6 separate regions of the Mus musculus genome follow, and all the other regions are linked to region 5. A link is a contact called in public Hi-C, HiCAR-type and HiChIP or PLAC-seq data. All regions are on one chromosome and are shown on one strand. Each heading gives the region's core, a stretch centred on a gene start, on an enhancer-like site or on the middle of the called end of the contact. The rest is flanking DNA. Distances are from core to core; before and after follow the strand shown. Region 1 overlaps Skap2 (src family associated phosphoprotein 2). Region 2 has its middle 24 kb from the start of Skap2. Region 3 has its middle 24 kb from the start of Halr1. Region 4 holds the start of Skap2 (src family associated phosphoprotein 2). Region 5 has its middle 68 kb from the start of Snx10. Region 6 has its middle 4.8 kb from the start of Gm32328.

Region 1 (2,986 bases), core at 356-2,855, 390 kb before region 5:
TTGAAGCACATATGCAGTTTTGATAGGTGAGGAAGAGTGAGTTAGGTATCACCTAGGTAAGGCTGATCCTCTCAGAGTCAACTTTCTGTCACCGGTTGTCAGTGTGTGTGTGTTAGGGATTCTGATAGCACATGGATTGTGCTGTCTCCTGTCCCTCAGCTTGTTAGGTTTTGGGAACACTGGATGGGTTAGCATGTGTGATTCACCTACACTTTCCCAACAGCTTTATAAACTCATTCTTGCTCTTAAAAACTAATTAACCAGAAAAATTCCTTGCCTTATCAAATTTATTTATTAATGAAATCTATTTTGATCTGTCACTGATTGGTACTTGAGACAAAGTTCAAAGGCCATCTGTCAGTGTAATTGCTAATATATTAAATGCCTCAGCACATTTATATTGTAAATTATATGTTCTTGGAATTAAAAAAGTCGTGTGAGTTTTCTGCCTTTAACTCTTTATAGTGTCTCAGTTTCTGAGTAATAAAAGTGGGATTAATGCCAAGTAGCCGTGTGTCTGTGAGCATGTGTTTGTGCATGTGTGTGCATATGTATGCACGTGTGCCCATGTTCACAAGTGATGGAGGTCCAAGATGGTAGTAGTGCCTAAGCTCCCTGAGACATCACCGAATGCCCAACTGTCCTGTGCTGCAAAAGCATGACGACAGCAGACAGACATTTCCCAGCATCATCCAGCAAAACAGTGTGCGTGCTTTTTACTGTAAAATTTACTTGGAACATGTCTTGAAATATTGCTGCTTCTTTAGCAAGTCATAGATAATACACAGTGGAAATTGTGTTTTGAACAAAAACAAAGGAATTTTTATAAATAAAAATAAAGCCTGCAGGTCAATTGTTTAATTCTGAGACTAGCATATGGAGCCATTACCTAGGCAGAATTCTCTTAGAAAACATACAGAACTTAACAAATGCCATCATCAAATACAAAACAAAGTGGAAGGTAGACAGAAAAACAAAAGTAACACCCCCTCACCGACAGCTCTTCCAAAACACGCTTCAGTGCTTACCGCGTATGGATTCTCTGTGGTTGGGTCAAGGTTTTAGTACTAGGCCAGTGCTGAAAACAGAAATTATGTTCTATCTTTTAGTTATATATCTTATCATTCACAAGTAATGCTTGGACTGTTTAAGCCCTGAACAACCCACTGGCATGGTATTTAGAATCTGTCATTAGGGTTTCACAGGAAGGAGGTGAGGTGGTAGTAATTGATTTATCCCCACTACACGCAGCCTCCCGCTCTTCTTCCACTCTGCCCTCCCTTGGGCAATACTCATAGGGTCGAGCTGCCAATCTGTAGACTTAATTTTTTCCAGCAGTACCATCTGGCTTCTTGGCACCACAAGTTATGTTGGTTCTTTGTGGTTGCTATAAACAAGATGAGTTTGTCATATTGTTAGACAACTTATAGGTGGTTTGTTGTGGCTTGATCCTGTTTCCTTGCAACTAATTATTGATTATTATTTAGAGAACCTTCTCTGGTGTTTGTGAGAGCACAACAAGGTTTCTCGTGAAAAGAATGGAACACACCAAAACAGATTCTGGATGCCAGCTGGGGGCTCTCCTGAGTTCTGTCGGCTTCTTCAGCAGCTTCTCCTTTCAAGACAGATTAATTTCAAGTTAATGGTAGAGGCTTTCTCTTTCATTCAGAGCACATGCATTTGTTTTGAAAATTACTTGAATGTGTGTTTAAAATCCCATTTTGATTGCCCTCATGACCCTAACATGAATATTTAGAAATCTCAGTTAGTGTGCAGATAGCTCTCTAACATCTGCATTACTGTCTTTCTTTCTTCATCTGTCATTTTGAAAATGATCATCTGTTTATATTTTGTGTTTCATTTTGTAGATGAGGGGTTTTACTTTCATGTCTCATAACATCCATAAACAAATCAAAAAATGATTATGAAAAGTTTATCTGAGTTTCAATAATTGAAAAGATATGTCCAGGCATGTATTCATAAAACTTAAGCCATTTTCCATAACACATAGTAAACCAGACATATTTTTTTCTAAAGTAAATATTATAAAACTAATTTCTTAAACTCTTAAGGGTTCTTTTTATAAAGTAGCTCATTTCGACAGGGACTTAATTGATCACATTTGTGTTAATTCTTCATGGAACATGATCTTCATATTCTTTAGGAAGTTTTTAAGAGTTGCTCATTCATGTGAAAGTGTTTCTCTTGAGTTTGTTTTTAATTAGATGCTATGTAATCTATGTTGCTTCATAATAACGAAAGGATACCGATGTTGAAAATGCATACCTTGAGTCTTTTTAGTTGCTGGCATAAGGACATTTGAAACTCATGAACTGATTTAGTGGGGATTATTTTCATACCACCATATTAGCAAGCAGTAACTACAAAGTTGACTTTGCAGAACATTTTCAGAATGTTGAGCAAAATGCACGGCTAAACTGATGTAATTTGCTTGTGATGTGACGATAAGGTCCAGTTGTTAATAATTCCTTTGGTTCTAAGTATGTGAAGAAAAGGAGCAGTGAATGTCACTCGGGGAGAAGAGCTAAATCAGATGTCACTGGAGTGATTCATGTGCTGACTGGAATGGTTAACATGCATTTTATTCTACTGTCTAGCAGAAGGAGGTGGGCTATAGAAAAATGAATTCTTCACTGAATAATTCACAACAATTATATCAAATTTTAATAACTTGAGCTAAGAAGGCATACATATGATTCATGTTCTCAGAATTACTCACATTAGAGATTAATTGTGATTTCTTAAACAAAAATACACTCATAAGTGTTTTTAATTGGTAAATCATGATCAGTTTTCTATTTATTAAAGTAGCATCATTTGATCAGTTTTTAGCTATAATTTAACTTGAAGTTTAGGCATCACAATTCATCTGCTGTCATAAATGTCAGCTCATTAGATTTTGCCTCTAATACCAAAAAATGCCTCGAATTGTTTGTTGGCTTCATCTCAAACTCGGATATGTAAA
Region 2 (2,996 bases), core at 102-2,601, 440 kb before region 5:
AGTTAATTCAGTGTCACTGGGGACAGATTGCATTGTTTATGGACTTCACGTGGGGGCAGGAGTAAGAAGAACACAGCAAGAACACTGCTTTTCTCCCTACATTTCTGTAGACCTGCACAATTTCAATCACAATTCTCCTGGGTAGAGACGATGTCCAATTCAACAGCCTGAGCTGCAGTTAGCAATTGTTATTGCTCAATAAATATTATGGTAGTAATTCTTGGAAGGCTGGGATGCTTGTAGTTTAGACAAAGCTCTCACCAGCTGAGGAGCTGAGCTTAAAGTGCCATCATATTTCTAGCAAGTCAGAAGTGTTAAGCCCCCTGTTAGCCTGCTCATCATGTGGTATTTTCACAGCATTTCTCCTTAGGACAGAGCAGCTAATAAGGGCCTCTGAACTTAGTGATAGCCACATTTTGTTCTTTGTGGGTTATATGTAGGCTGTAATCTGTACCAATGAGTTGGGAAAGTGGCTGTTTAAAAAGGAAACTATAATTAGGGTTAGCAGGCTTCCACATCCTCTTTCCTATTTATTAGAATTTATTTAGGGAATCTGAGCGAGCAGCTCTTATATACAAAACACAGAAGTAGAGAGCATGGGTGACAGCCTTTCATAACTTCACCCATATGTCTCCGAGCTTATATCATTTGGATCAGAGGTATTCAACTTGTGCGCCTTGACCCTTTTGGGAATTGAATGACCTTTGCACAGAGTTTGCCTAAGACCACTGGAAAACACAGATATTTGCATTATGGTTCATAACAGTAGCAAAATTACAGTTATGAAGTAGCAAAAAAAAAATTATGGTTGGAGGTCACCACAACGTGAGGATCTGTATTAAAGGGTTGCAGCATCAGGAAGGTTGAGAACCGCTGGTTTAGATGGAGGCAGATGAGGACACCAGTAGTGTTGGGCAGAGCTTTCACAGAGTATGACCTCCGCATCCACAGGACCTGAACTTGGCTCCCCACGTCTTAGTTGCATGCTTAGAAACTGATGACTTAGTTTGTGGAGATGAAATAATTATGACGACAGTTGAATTAATGCTTGCCCAGCAAACTGTCTCACGCACAGTAAGAATTCTTTAATTTCATTTTCTTTTTTCTTCTTCATCTCCTTTTTCCTCGTTTAATTTCTTTAAAAAAATTAAAACGATTAATTTTTTATGTGTATGAGTGTTTTGCCTGCCTGCAAGCAAGTGCACCATATGCATGCAGTTCCTGGGGAAGCCAGAAGAGGGCACTGGATCCTAGATGATATACATGGTTTTGCGACACCATGTGGGTGCTGGGAACTAAACCTAGAGTAGCCAGTGCTCTTAACTGCTGAGTCATCTCCCCAGCCCATCTTTTCATTTGAGGCGGTGTCTCTCTATGTAGCCCAGGGTAGAATCAGCCTTGAGTTCTTCCTGCCTCAGCCTCCTGGGTTGCTGGGATTACAGGGCTGCACATAGCTTTAGGATCTAAATAATGCATTCTAATAAACACATTATTTCTAGGAGGTGCAGTGGGAGGAACCCCTCTAGATGCGATTGCAGGAGGTTAACTCTGGAAGCAGTGGATGAGCTGGTAGTTGCTGGAGTGAGGGGGAGCTTCTTCATCACTGGGAATGTGATGTCACCAAGGGCCTGGGTAGGGGCGGGGGTGGGGAGGTTTGGGTTGGGGTGTGGCCGTGTTGCCTTTGACAAATACAGAACCCAAGATGGCCTTATTTACAAGGAAAATAATGATTTAAGTTTTTTTTCTTTAAATTAGTGGTTATTTTAGTTCTCAAGATTATTAAAATTTTTCTTTTAAGAAAATATTTCTTAAATAAATGACTCTAAGAAAGCTAAAATCTTGAGGCATTCATATCACGAGTAATATGACTTTCAAATGGCTTCCTATGAGCTATGCCAGGAAGTCACATAATATGTAATGAATTATGTCATGTGCCTTTGGCATAAGGATGCATTAGGCATATTAACATGCTGGACACTCTCTCCAGTCCCCCTGCATCCCTTCACACCTTAACAGCACTGGGGCATATAGAGTGATGATTACTAATAATTTAGCAGGAAGAATAGATCTTCACATTCGTATTGATTTATCTTTGCACCCGTTTAAAAGACCTCCAATAAATATTTAAAGGGTATATATTCACTTACCAATAAGGCATGCATCAAGAGTCATTACAGAATATTCTCCCAGTGCTAAATTTGGTTGAAAAGTGAGCAAATTGAATTGCAAACAAGATGTCCCTTTGAGTGGCAATGCTTTTATTTCCCTTACTGACAGAGTCACACTGAGATGCATCCCCGAATTCAATGGTTATTGTATAAGCCTTAGGCAAATTAGCTAGGGAATATTAATTCACCTTACAACTCCTCAAAATCCATTATTACACTCCTGGTTAAGATGATTTCTGTTAATAATATTAGCTATGATCTTGAACTCTGAAGGTCACAGAAACAGGAGTTGGTCAGGAATTGAAATCAATGGAGCTGAGCGAGAGGCATGCATCCGCCTACACACGGAAGCAATCACCTCAGGCTGAGTATTAGATAACGGCGGAATATACTGCAAAGCCTTCTACCCCTCTCCTACCACCCAACGTCTATAAGGTCAATGAGAGAACACCAAAGGCTTTTACCTAGAAATCACCTAGTACCTTGCATTATGGAGGTTTTTTAGTGGATATTTTCAAAATTAGAACTATTTCAAGCTTGATCCCCCTCCCTCCCTTTTCCTTCCCCTCCCTCCCTATTGTTCTTTCTCCCCTGCTGGCTGGCATACAGACATTGTAGGAAAGCCATCTGAGGACACTAGAAAGGAGGTGGGATAAAATGTTAGGAGCTTGGGGTACATCAGAGTGAACCCATCGTATCATCCCCGTGGGGGCCTGTACCTGGACTGTAACACCAGAGAGAAATAATTGTAATCTTATTTGTCAGTATGTTGGATCTTGTGCAGTTGAACCTATATATTGACCAATATGGGTTAAAATATGTCATGGA
Region 3 (3,177 bases), core at 609-3,108, 490 kb before region 5:
TTGCCTATACCTCCAGCTGCAGGGCATCTGATACACTCTTCTAGATTCCTGGGACACTGTTCTCACTCATCTATACACACACACACTCACACACTGGGACACTGTTCTCTATCCTCTATATACACAGACACACACACTGGGACACTGTTCTCAATCCTCTATACACACACACACACACACACACACACACACACACACTGGGACACTGTTCTCACTCATCTATATACACACAGACACACACACTGGGACACTGTTCTCACTCATCTATACACACACACACACACACACACACACATACACACTGGGACACTGTTCTCAATCCTCTATACACACACACACACACACACACACTGGGACACTGTTCTCACTCATCTATATACACACACACACACACACTGGGACACTGTTCTCAATCCTCTATACACACACACACACACACACACACACACACACACTGGGACACTGTTCTCAATGCTCTATACACACACACACACACTCACACACACACACACACACACACACTGGGACACTGTTCTCACTCATCTATACACACACACACACACACACACTGGGACACTATTCTCAATTCTCTATACACACACACACTGGGACACTGTTCTCACTCATCTATACACACACACACACACTGGGACACTGTTCTCAATCCTCTATACACACACACACATACACACTCACACACACACACACACACACACACTAGGACACTGTTCTCACTCATCTATACACACACACACATACACACACTGGGACACTTCTCAATCCTCTATACACACACACACACACACACACACACACACTGGGACACTGTTCTCAATCCTCTATACACACACACACACACACACACTCACACACACACACACACACACACACATAGGTATACTAAAATAAATCTTTCAAAAACTAAAACCAGCCGCTTGAAGTGAGTTTAGATTTTTTTCAGTGACTAAATCAATTTTACTTTGATAGTAATGATGTATAAAATAATTTAATAAGCACACATACCTTATAATATAGTAGGACTCTTGATTTGGAAGATTGAAATCCCGGTCTCTTTACTGAGTTGATTCAGTGCGGTCTGCTGAGATGGTTTCGTTGTTAATTGAGCCATCTTACAGCGAGACAGGCAGATTAAAGAACGTAATTTACTACTCTCTCCCTCAGCTCGTGGCTAATTTTAGGGATATACATACTATTTTTTTTTCAACAGTGTTAAGATGATCAAAGTTACAGCTGTTGCTCAAGCTCTCTCTGGGGATTGAGTGACTTAGAGTAATGTGCCTAAAATACCAGTTTCCCCACTTTGTTTGCTTCAGTTATGATCCTCAAGGCAGCCTCAACACTGATCTCTCAGAGAGAAAACGAGTTGATGGGTTTATATGCCTTTTTAGCCATGACTAACAACTACAGTTTTACTTTAAGATGATGAAAAGAAAAAGAAATATTGTTCATGTTTACCATTATGTTTTAAGAAAACTTGAAATTAAAACATCATATTCCTTCCCTGTGAAAACAAACTTCTGTGATTTCACCCTGAGGCTTTGACAGTTAACCACGAACAAGGGTTTGAAGAACGCTCGCTCTTCTCCCTGGTCCCTCCTGAGAACTTTGTAAGCTTTGCGTGTAAATGCAAACAAAAAAATGCTAAGCCTTTTGATGTTGAAGATTTGATGGCATCTCCAAATCTCCAGAGTAAATTCAAGGATTATGAGCTAGGACAGGCACACACAGGAAAGCACGAGAAACTAACAGTAAATATGCGCGACACCGGCTCCCAACAGAGCGCAGCAGAGTCTGAGTCACTAACAAAGAGTGTTAGTGGGAGAGGTGGGAGGAGAGAGGTGGCAGAAGCCATCCATTGGCTACATTCACATTCATGTTCATTTACATGCTAACGAAAGAACAGGGTTCACTCAAAGGCCTTTTTTTTCCTTCCTTATTCTTTTTCTTTCCTTTTTTTTTTTTTTTTTTTTTTTTTTTTTTTTTACGACAGGGTCTAAGCAGAGTGAAATTCAATTCTAGTCAGACCTGGGTCACCAGGGAGTTGATATCCCAAAGGCCTTTTTGTTCCCCTGGTGTTGAGATCTGAGTGAGTTAGTATTTAGCTGTTGGAGTCCAGGAAGCCTCTTACTAAGCAAGACAATGACCAAGGCTTGTGGAATCACCATAGCTCCACCCAGTCAGTGTCATTCTGAGAGGTGACCTCTGCATTTCCGCTACCCAGTGCGAGCTTGGTAGAAGTTGACCTGGTCATCCCAGGTCCAAGTGTCATTGATTGGCTGGTGATGGACAAGGCACAACGTGAATCTGTGTGATGCTTCATTCAACAAGTATCTTGGATTTATTACCTAAATCAATCTTGCTTTCCTCTTACTTGGCTTATTGTTTAACAACAGGAGCATGCGGGGACACATCCCCTTGTTTGCATCTGGTAGTGACTATCAGAAAGAGAAAGGTCTCCTAAAGCCTCACACAGGCATTGCACAACTGTTGAAGAAGGCGGCTGATCATAGAGTTACTAAGCTATCAGAAATGGACATGATGTATCTAAGGAAGAAGGCAGAACATGAGCAAACCTGATCCCCACCCCCCCTTTAAGAAATAAACTGGTGCTTTCTTCCCTTGCATGTTTCAAATGCTGAGGAAAAAAACAAAATAACCTTTAGCCTCAGAAGTTTCTTCTTTGGAACATTTCCCAATAAATACCAAGTACACAACCCTGAAAATATGAAACTTAAGGAATTAACTCAATAAAAATCGTGGTGACAAGAAGTGTGTTTCTGTCTCTATGGTACATATCTACTTTGGTTGCCTGTCGTCTATAGGTCCCAGTGTCCTAACTGAAGTGAAAACTTCCAGACTCGGTGGTGGGTATAAAAGTGACTAAAACCTCTCTAGCCCCACACTGTACTTCAAAATGTTCTTACTCTTTTCTTCCGCTATAAAACTAAGATGTTGTCCAAAATGCCCTTATAATATCTGCTATTAGCCTAGATCGAAGGATAAAGACTATTGAGGCCCACCTGTGAGAGGGACAAAGAGAGAGACACACAGAGAGAGAGAGAGAGAGAGAGAGATATGTCTTGAGTTTTTTTGGAGTTGTTATTGCTGAATCACATAGAAAAAGTTGAGTCACATATTTAACAAAAATAAAGCATT
Region 4 (3,026 bases), core at 314-2,813, 420 kb before region 5:
GCTGCTTGCCCCCCTTCTCTCTCCCTCTCTCTCTTGCTCCCTTCTCTTCTATTGCTCCTGCTCCTTACCCTCTCTCTCCATGCCCCTCCCTGTGCTCTCCACATGCTTATTGCCTGCCTCTCCTCCCCTCCCCTCCCCTCCCCTCTCCTCTCCTCTCCTCTCCTCTCCTCTCCTCTCCTCTCCTTTCCTCTCCTGTCTTCTCCCCTCCTCTCCCCCTCTCTCTGCTTTTCTCTGTCTCCACTCAATTCCCCTCCCCATGCCCAAAATATTCTATACTATACTTTCCTGTGCTGGTATCTCAGCATGTCTCACAGAGACACCCCCTTCCCCCACACCATACTGTGCCTCCTACAAACATACTCCTGATTGGAGCTTTGACACAACATTCTGAGCACAACTTAGGAGAAATAAGAACAAACAAACCACTGTTTGTTTCTACCAATGTAGGTAGGTGATATTCAGATGTCATTTTGAAAATGATGTGCCTGGCAAAGGAAAGTGGAAGGTGCAACTTGATGTGTATCATTAGCCACCTTTCCAAGCATATTTTTAACTAAATACACACTTTACATTCAAAATGTTTTCCCTTGTCAGTTCCTCTCTGAAGACTCGTATCATCCTCTTTTGTATTTAAGTAGCTCTGGTAGCGTCATCTACATGACAAATATGTCTACACAGTAGGTTTTAATGGATTGTAAAGGTTGATGGCACTTGAATGTAATTATCATTTCTACACACACACACACACACACACACCACCCATTTTAAAGACTAAAGGACCCAGAACTTTTTGGATTTTAAGTGTAAACGTGTAATATTGAAAGACTCAACCTTTGCTGACTAGATTGAAGTAAATTTTATATTTTCCCTGTTCTAACCACTATTTGCAATTAAAAAATACTTAGAGCGGGCAACGGTACAGGTGGCTTTCTGGCACATTTCAGGTGCCTGACCCTAAAAGGATATTATCTAGAACTAATTCCGTCAGAGCGAGAGAAATCAACCACACCAAGAATAAGTAGGAAAGTAATGTCAGCGCCAATCAGAACGCTCCGCCGTTTTAGGACTAAGACTCTCAGGAAGGATTGGCGGAAAATGGGACTCCGTTACCTTCATCTAGTGGGACAAAGAAAGCCATGCTAGTTGGGGGGTAATGGTAGAAACTTCTTGGTGGGTTACCAGACGGGGGTTTAAACCTTGGTGGAAAAGACCAGTATTTAGATGACCCCTTAAAGGGAAAGTGCGTAAGCCTTGCGGAGGCTTTATTTTCCGGAATCCTGGAGAAAGAGAGGTGTGGCTGACATACCAGTAACGAAAATGGCGCGGACGAGCTTCAAGGGCCGGTCAGGTGACACAGCTCCAATTCGCTCCCTTCCTTCGGAGGCCTCGCCTCCTGCTCGCTTCCGCGTATGGGCGTGGCCTTCCCGGCTGTGTGTGGGCGTGGTCTACCCGGAGGCGCTTTCTTCGGACAGTCAGAAAGCAAGGTCTACGCAAGCGCAGTCAGGTTTTAAGGCCGGTCTCCCCGCCCCTTCACCCATAGCCCCGCCCAATTCTCCCGGGCGGGGAGGGGGCAGGGCCCGGCGTCCAGCGACCGCTGGCTGGAGAGCTAGTGACTTCCTTGTTGGCAGTCTCGGACGGGCCGTGTCCGGAGTCGTAGCCTCTCGGTGCTTACTCGGACCGCTATTGCGAGTCTAGGTCCAAGCCATTATCATGCCCAACCCCAGCTGTACCTCTTCTCCCGGCCCTCTCCCTGAGGAAATTAGGAACCTGTTGGCAGGTAAAGAGCGGGAAGGGGGCGGTGACGCTAGGGGCGGGGGCGCGGGGACGGCGAGCCGACAGGGACAGAAGCGCTTAGCCCTCACCCTATGCGGACGGTGGGGGGCGGGCCGTATAGGGGGACTGGGATGTCGGGACTAGAAGGGAGTGGGCGTGTATGCTGAAATGTGCTGATCCTCCCTGGACAGCCGGACAGTTATGCGTTTCATGAAGACCGGAATGTGAGGGCGGGAGATGGACAGCAAATGTTGATGAATGCATGTTTGAGAACTGCGAAAGCAGAAGTCCAAGCACTAGGTCCTGCCTGGGTGGCCTGGCCAGTAAGGATGCAGGTGCATCTGCAGGGCCGCAGGTGTTGGGAGTTAGGAGGCCAAAAGGCACTATTTCCAACCCCACCCCCATTTTCTTGAACAGTCAGGCCAAACATGTTTATAGTTTTGAAGGGTGCCCGATTTTCAAATAGCCACTATTTCTAAAGCCTCAGTAACTATTAAAAGTGAAAAAGGAAGGCTGTGTTAAAACTCCTACTTCCTGTATCATGTGATCAAGGAACTTCATCTTTGCAACCTCATCTTCCCCTTTTTGGTTTTACATTCCCATTTATAGGAACTTACTTGTAGGAGTTGAAATGCGGTTCCTCAGTTCCTCAGTTAGGTCAGTAATGTCTGGAGGTGTGTAGTTCCACTAAGCATCAAGAAAAGCTCGATAGTTCTGCACAAAATAAAAAATACATCTTTTTAGAGTATCACAAGTCTCACCTATCCTGATGGTCTTAGATACCACCATATACTTTGTCTTGTAGATGCTAACATCTGGAAATGGAATAATTTTAGTTTGGTTGTCTCTAAAACATTCCTTTCAATATAGATCATGGATTAAAAAGTTTCGCTTAGATGCCTGTGCTGTTAACTGTGTGTTTTAATCGTTAAAAACAATGTCCTCTAAAAGGTACATTTGAACTAGTAAGTTACAGTTGCAACAGTATGAGACCAAGCATCATAGAATACCTTGTTAAGCTGTTGGGTTGTTTGCATTATGTGTGGATGGAGACTTGTGTTTGTATGAACATGATGCAGGGTGAGGGTGTGCTATGTCACTCTGAGAAATGCTTCTCATCATTCATGGATAGCACTAAGAGAAATGATGAAAGAACTGTCGATGCTGATTTAAGGAAATGTTTTAGTTTCTTATATGAGAGCTTAGAGGAGTACCAGTTTGGTCTCATTACAGTTAACATTTTATGGGGTGGC
Region 5 (2,974 bases), core at 65-2,564:
TAATTGCTTTTGTTAAAAAAAGAAAAAAAAAAGATTAAAGTACAGGGCTCCTAACACAGTACCGTGCTGAGGGCTGGAACTGTACTGAGCACCCGCTTGGACGGTGAGACGCCTCTGCTCTGCCTCTAGCAGGACATACAGACTCTTTGGCACCCATGCTCTGCAGGAAGAAGCCAGAAGGTTGTGTTTGTGAAAATAAACCCAGTTCCCCAAGATCAATACTAGCAAATATAGACCTTTGAATATGCCTTTTTTTAAAATGAGAGGATTAAAATCTGAGTCCAGCTTCTCGTCAGGTGTTAAGAGTACTATTAAGTGTGTAACCCATATTGGACCTAGTTAACTTGAAAAGAGAGGCACATTATACAAGAGTATATGGTACATGTGTAGTTTTAGCATCACCCAAAAGGATGCTCCTGATGGCTTTGCTATTTAGATTTATAACTGATATGTACCTACAGAAAATAGAATTGAGGACTCAGAGGACCACAAAATTATCCAGGTCAAATGTTTTCTTTTCTTTTCTTTTCTTTTTTCTTTTGTCCAAATGAGCTTAGAGTCACAGCTAGGTAGACTGTGATCTGCCGTGACATGACTCTCAACACCTAGTGCCATCTCCCCCTTCACCCCCTCTGTCTTGCTTTCTGGCCCGATGCAGATTTAGCCTGAACCATCTCACCACAGGCTTAGAGTCTGGAGAGCACAAGCCAGCAGATGATGCTCTGGGCATAGACTGCAGGGTATCAACGCGCCACGCTGCCCGACAGCGACCCCGTCCGTCCACCCGTGGCCTCGCACCGCAGGTCAGCTTCAAGTGACCTGGCTCAGCAGCTTGGGGACCTACATCTCCCCACGCGCGACCCAGAACCTGGACGCACGCGATTCTTTCCCAGGGACGAAAGTTCCGCTCCTGGGCCCAACCGGGTCAGGCAAGAGAGGAAGGTTAGCGTATTGGGCTCCGGTCTGGAAGGTTCCAGGCTCCTGGGAATAAGCGCACAGCGCAGCGTGGGGTCAGCTAAGGCTGGAGCTGATGGAGCCATGTGCACTCTCTCGGAGGGCGGCGGTCTGAAGAACAAAGGCCCACGTGCCTCCCCCACCCACGCCCGGCACGTGTGCGGTGGCTTTGTTTGGTCCTCACTGTCTGGGTGCGGGACGCTGGCGGTGCCGGAGGCAGGTGGGCCATGGTAAATCGCTCTCCACCCGCCCACTCCAAATGGCTTCCTCCCATCCCCCACTCAGTTCCGCAGAGCAGTTGCTATGGGTTACCAGGGCGGTTGCCATGGGTTACCCAACCGAGGAAGCGGGAGCATGCGTGGGATGGCAGGAGCTTGAGGGCTGCTGAGCCGAGGCCCACGGGGGTGGGGGACTGAGCTATAAAGAAGGTCCAGGTAAGAGTCGAAATCCACGCGCTATGACACTCAGAGCCTGCTGGCTTCTGCAGCATCTCTACTTCTCTTTTGCTTAAAGCAGAGTGGATTCCGCACAAATTTTTGTAGCTTAGTGTTCTTCTCTCCCTCTTTTCTAATCTATCTTTTGAAAATAAGTCTTTGGAATTTTGAAGGAAAAGGGTCATGAACTACCAGAGTTTTTGCTGCTAAAATAAATTAATGTCCAGTGCACTATTTTTAACAAGGACCTAGAAGTTTCCAGCAAGAGGGAAAGGGTTTGACTTAAGGGCTGACAGTGGTGACTGGACTGTAAAACGCGTCCAGCCAAGAACAAAGCCCTGAACCCATTGTGAATGTATCAAACTCCAAAGGAATTGTTTCTTTACATGCTAAATTATTTTTAGCTCCATTTATTAAAATGTCTGCATTTCTTGCCTTGACTTGCAAAGAAAACTGTATCTATGCCTTTAATGAATGTCAAGTTGCCACAACTAAGTTCAGACATTTTACGTTTAAAAATGTGTTCATAGCAAATTAAGAAATGGTTTTCTTCAGAAACAAAACTGTATTGAAATAAATGCTTTCTCGGTGGAAAGGACGGCGTTGTACTCATCCGGCACCAGCTAACTAATTTAAATATTTTTTAAAAAGACAATTTAGAAACAGAATAAGCCTTCTTAATTTTTGTACTTAAAAAAAAAAATTAGGCCTTTCATGAAAATGGCTCAATCCTGAAAACCTTATTGTACACATTTAACTTGATAATAAACCCTTAAAGAAGCAACAAAATAAAGAAGCTGGGCTCAAGACAACATCCAGCTGCCACTGTTGGCTAGAACATGGATAAACTAAATAAATTTGATTAAGTGCTAATGTCATGTAAGAAGTTTTATGCGTTTACTTCTCCATGTTGCTAATAACTTGTTTGTATTTGTTGTTAAATATAATTTGAAGTAGACCTGAAGAGCTCTGGCAAAATATATTTAGTATCTTAAGGAATGGCAAATGATTGAAGACAAACATTTGTGGTTTCCCCTAGTGTTTTTTTTTTAACTGAAATTTTTAACTAGAATGAAAATCACTTTGTAGCAAAGGAGACTTTAAGTCTTAAGTAACAGGTTGTTGACTTTCACTGCCAACACCTTCAGCTACGTATAAAGTCAACTCTAAAACAAAATACAAAGGATTATGACCTTTCAGGTGCTGTACCTGCAGAAAAATCCAGAAAAATCGAGTTTTGCTGACTGTAAACCATAAGACATACAGAACTACGATTCTTAAAGCTTAATTCACATTTAAAATAACACTAAATGTATCCTCTGCTTAGTTACATGTTAAATGCTTAGCTACTTGTTTTCCTACAGACATGAGAGCATAAAACAAAGCCCTATTGGAAATGGAACTATCTAGACCCCAAAAAGTCAGTTTGAAGACGCTTGCTGGGGCTCAGCTGTTTTGACAGCCAAAGCAGAGCAAATACAACGCAGGGAGCCTCAAACCAAGTCTGACCAGAGCTCTTCAATGAGAAATTACCAGTAATTACAAAAAAAAAAAAAAAAAAAAAAAAAAAAAAAAATCACAGACCT
Region 6 (2,793 bases), core at 258-2,757, 420 kb after region 5:
GAGTAAAGAGAAATAGGAGGCTTGCTTTCCTCTAGGAATCCACTTAAAATCGCCAGAAGTTTATTTTTATAGCCGTGTTATTCGTGCATTTCCGGAAAAGCACACAATTCAAGCCCTCAATGTCCCAGGTATCGTAGTCCTAGGCACTCCACTAATAGCCAGCATCACTCCAGCCCTGTGTGGCTTCTCACAAACACATCTGCCACAGCTCTCTAAGCGGCTTGTAATCGAAGAGGCCCGAGAAAAAGACACACTGTAAGAGTGCTTGGGTGGAAGGAAAAAAAATAAATAAAGAGGAAAAAAATACGTAAAGGAAGAAAATTAGAAAAGTGCAGCCACTAAAGAATAGTGACAGAAAAAAAACCAAACAAACAAATAAACAAACAAAACTACCCGCCCCATCCCCAAACATACGTACAAACAAAAAGACAAAACCGCGGAAGGACAAGTCCGCTCACTACTGAGTGGAAAATTTGGAAATCATTCCAGGACCGGCTTTATACAGAAGGATCAAACCCGGTTTGTGTAGATGCCTGTTAACGCCTGCTACAAAATTCTTGAGAGGCGAGGGCCGGTGTCTGCAGCTGCAGCCGCTGGGCCGCTGCCCGCTTGCATCCAAATTCCAGCGTCTGGAAGCGAGAGGCCCGGATTGTTTCCTCACTCCGGCCGGCCGCGGATTCCTTCCTGCACGTATTTTAGGGCAATAATAAACGCCTTGTGAAGCTGGGCATGTTTTAAATTACAATATTCCTGGAAGATCTAGTCGAGAATCTAAGTGTTTGGCTTTACGAATTTCTAAATTTAAAACTGTCCATGACTTCTTCACAGGCCCTACAGATTTTTTTTCCGTTAAAAAAAAAGTGTTTATGTGAGGAGAAATGTGCAAACAAAAGCATTCCAGTCTGTGAATGCACGGTAAATAAATACGGAGGAGAGGATGATCTAAGCGTGTCATTATTGATAAAGTAAAAAATGTTGTTTTAGATTCTCTTTTCTGTGTTTTTTCTTACGAAGCCAAGCTTTTAGCTTGCCTATGTACTGAAAGCAGTATTTTGTAAATACATTTATTTATAAATGTCATATTCATTTTTAATTTGACAATGATCATTTGTAACAAAAAATTGTTAGCTTAATTTTAGGAGTTTTATTATTCGTTTGACTACTTATTGATATTTTAAGCAGCAAACCTAAAATTAATAACCAAGGCTTTGATAGCTGCTTATTTTTGTTTCATTGAAAGTCCTTATTTTATTAGGTAGATATATAGCTGAATTAATTTTTGAAACGATGAGTAAAAACGATATTTTTCTTTCGCTTTGCTAGAGCAAAAGTATATTTTCATTCTTCTCCGTCCGACTCCTGCTCTTCTAGCAGCCACAGCAAACTGACAGGCTCCAGCCTGTTGGAGGACTAGTATGCAAATTTCGGATGATTGACACCTCTAGTGGAAACCAATCACGCTACAATAGGCTGCTGATTGGCTAACTATGGTCTGACGTATAATTGACGTTTTTAAAACATATTATCCAATCACAACAAGTCATGCAAATAAGTGAAGGAATCATATTACCAGAGATCAGAGGAAACTTGAGTACGCCCCCACGTGTTCAGTAGCCGGTACTGCAGAAACTACTGCCAAACTGTACGAAATACTCAATTCTACTGCTCGCTTTAGCCTTTCTTAAACTTTTTTGTCACTGAATATAAATGATCATTAAAAATTCCCCAAGAGGTATGATGGTTCATTTAAAAATATCTATGTGGCTACAGACTTTCAGAATCTATCCCCGTTTTTTTGTTTTTGTTTTTTGTTTTTGCTAATATTTTTATCCTCAAATCTAATCTTCTGTAACGAAGATCGTCCTTCTTCGTCTCAAGAGGACGAAGTTTACACAGCCGTTTGGTGAAGAAATCCCTGTAGGTTCAGACCTACAGGTCAGTGGAATTTGGTGGCTGTCGTGAAGTTCCACGTGTTACCGCCAGATGGCATAAGGCTCATCTTTTCTTTGCCTCTCAGCACTCTCCCCAAATTCTGCAAGTAATTTAGAAAAATTAATAACCAAACAGTTTTATATTTTATAACCGAGTGAAGTGGGACACCCTTGTACTATTAGAAAGCTACATATTACGAAAATCAGTTTGTTGGTTGTTGCTTTAATGGGAAGCTTCCTCTTGAGACTTTTGCCCAGTCAAGTTTTAGAGTAAACTACACATTCAGTGTTTGCAAAAACTTTTCCTTAAAGGGAACTGGGCGGCCATAAGGGATCGAGGCGGCCGCGCTTCGGGAGTGTCATTTTCGGTTTTTTAGGAATTAAAGTGAAATTAAAGTTGGAGGGGAAAGCTTAATTTTCCAACGACCACTCTTCCTTTCCCCAGATGCCTGCCTGGTCGCAGCCCGGGAGCCGAAGGTTGCGTTGCTGCTTTCGGACACATTTGCAGTTAACACACCCGGCTCTTTCAGCGATTCGTGTTGGGACCTCGGTCACAGGAAGGACTTTCTGTGCTTTAGTATCGTTTCTAGGGCAGCGCTTTTGTTTTGCCAACTCCAGCGGAAGACACGAGGATGAAACCCCGGGAAAGCTTTATCTCTGGCACCTCCAGTGTATATGTTTTTCTCTTTGGACTTATCAGGAAGAGAGGTGTTCGTGCGACCACAACCCCAAGGCCAGACTAAGAGCTAATGGTATTTTCAGAGGGGAGAAGGGAAGAAAGAAAAGAAAATCAAGTTGACAGGCGAGCTCTGCAGTTTCCACGAACATATTACGGGTTGACCACGCGGCCTCTTCACCCACC

Evidence for each region. A called contact is a pair of places that touch in the nucleus more often than the background predicts. HiCAR-type assays count read pairs that join an accessible place to other places. HiChIP or PLAC-seq counts read pairs in DNA pulled down with a chosen protein or histone mark.
Region 1: a Hi-C map of cerebellum shows a contact between it and region 5, with 3 times the contacts expected there. The contact joins two enhancer-like sites. A contact is called at or near these places in 1 of 15 datasets of contacts at CTCF or cohesin (the NIH/3T3 cell line), 4 of 484 Hi-C or Micro-C datasets (brown adipocytes, cerebellum, embryonic stem cells and 1 more) and 2 of 115 datasets of contacts at active chromatin or transcription factors (astrocytes and differentiating embryonic stem cells).
Region 2: an H3K27ac HiChIP or PLAC-seq map of embryonic stem cells shows a contact between it and region 5, with 6 times the contacts expected there. The contact joins two enhancer-like sites. A contact is called at or near these places in 1 of 15 datasets of contacts at CTCF or cohesin (embryonic stem cells), 29 of 484 Hi-C or Micro-C datasets (the Ba/F3 cell line, the C10 cell line, CD8 T cells and 4 more), 3 of 115 datasets of contacts at active chromatin or transcription factors (astrocytes and embryonic stem cells) and 1 of 9 other capture datasets (embryonic stem cells).
Region 3: a HiCAR-type map of embryonic stem cells shows a contact between it and region 5, with 2.6 times the contacts expected there. The contact joins two enhancer-like sites. A contact is called at or near these places in 2 of 115 datasets of contacts at active chromatin or transcription factors (astrocytes and embryonic stem cells).
Region 4: a contact with region 5 is called in a Hi-C map of uterus, with 3 times the contacts expected there. The contact joins the promoter of Skap2 here to the enhancer-like site in region 5. A contact is called at or near these places in 10 of 39 promoter capture datasets (the 3T3-L1 cell line, 3T3-L1-derived adipocytes, the HPC-7 cell line and 6 more), 38 of 484 Hi-C or Micro-C datasets (the 3T3-L1 cell line, CD4 T cells, DN3 thymocytes and 22 more), 12 of 115 datasets of contacts at active chromatin or transcription factors (acute myeloid leukemia, astrocytes, differentiating embryonic stem cells and 8 more) and 3 of 9 other capture datasets (adipose tissue, embryonic stem cells and liver).
Region 6: a contact with region 5 is called in an H3K4me3 HiChIP or PLAC-seq map of embryonic limb bud, with 6 times the contacts expected there. The contact joins two enhancer-like sites. A contact is called at or near these places in 1 of 15 datasets of contacts at CTCF or cohesin (the NIH/3T3 cell line), 1 of 484 Hi-C or Micro-C datasets (palatal mesenchyme) and 15 of 115 datasets of contacts at active chromatin or transcription factors (acute myeloid leukemia, craniofacial prominence, embryonic basal ganglia and 11 more).

What each region holds. Positions count from the first base shown.
Region 1 is chr6:51,976,165-51,979,150 of GRCm38.p6, reverse strand. All of the region lies in intron 4 of Skap2 (src family associated phosphoprotein 2), which reads left to right. Among named protein-coding and RNA genes, the nearest start is that of Skap2, 35 kb to the left of the region's middle. Within about 2 kb of position 1,605, at least 3 of the 459 cell types and tissues checked have an H3K27ac peak or open chromatin away from gene starts, as enhancers often do. A contact at or near this core is called in cerebellum, where this site is marked.
Region 2 is chr6:52,034,551-52,037,546 of GRCm38.p6, reverse strand. No RefSeq gene overlaps it. Among named protein-coding and RNA genes, the nearest start is that of Skap2, 24 kb to the right of the region's middle. Within about 2 kb of position 1,351, at least 8 of the 459 cell types and tissues checked have an H3K27ac peak or open chromatin away from gene starts, as enhancers often do. A contact at or near this core is called in embryonic stem cells, where this site is marked.
Region 3 is chr6:52,077,787-52,080,963 of GRCm38.p6, reverse strand. No RefSeq gene overlaps it. Among named protein-coding and RNA genes, the nearest start is that of Halr1, 24 kb to the left of the region's middle. Within about 2 kb of position 1,858, at least 42 of the 459 cell types and tissues checked have an H3K27ac peak or open chromatin away from gene starts, as enhancers often do. A contact at or near this core is called in embryonic stem cells, where this site is marked.
Region 4 is chr6:52,011,086-52,014,111 of GRCm38.p6, reverse strand. It overlaps Skap2 (src family associated phosphoprotein 2), which reads left to right and starts at 1,563. Exons shown (of 13, transcript NM_018773.2): 1 at 1,563-1,777. The coding sequence starts at 1,711.
Region 5 is chr6:51,590,736-51,593,709 of GRCm38.p6, reverse strand. No RefSeq gene overlaps it. Among named protein-coding and RNA genes, the nearest start is that of Snx10, 68 kb to the right of the region's middle. Within about 2 kb of position 1,314, at least 187 of the 459 cell types and tissues checked have an H3K27ac peak or open chromatin away from gene starts, as enhancers often do. A contact at or near this core is called in DN3 thymocytes, adipose tissue, cerebellar granule neurons and 21 more, where this site is marked.
Region 6 is chr6:51,169,800-51,172,592 of GRCm38.p6, reverse strand. No RefSeq gene overlaps it. Among named protein-coding and RNA genes, the nearest start is that of Gm32328, 4.8 kb to the right of the region's middle. Within about 2 kb of position 1,507, at least 215 of the 459 cell types and tissues checked have an H3K27ac peak or open chromatin away from gene starts, as enhancers often do. A contact at or near this core is called in craniofacial prominence, embryonic basal ganglia, embryonic limb bud and 3 more, where this site is marked.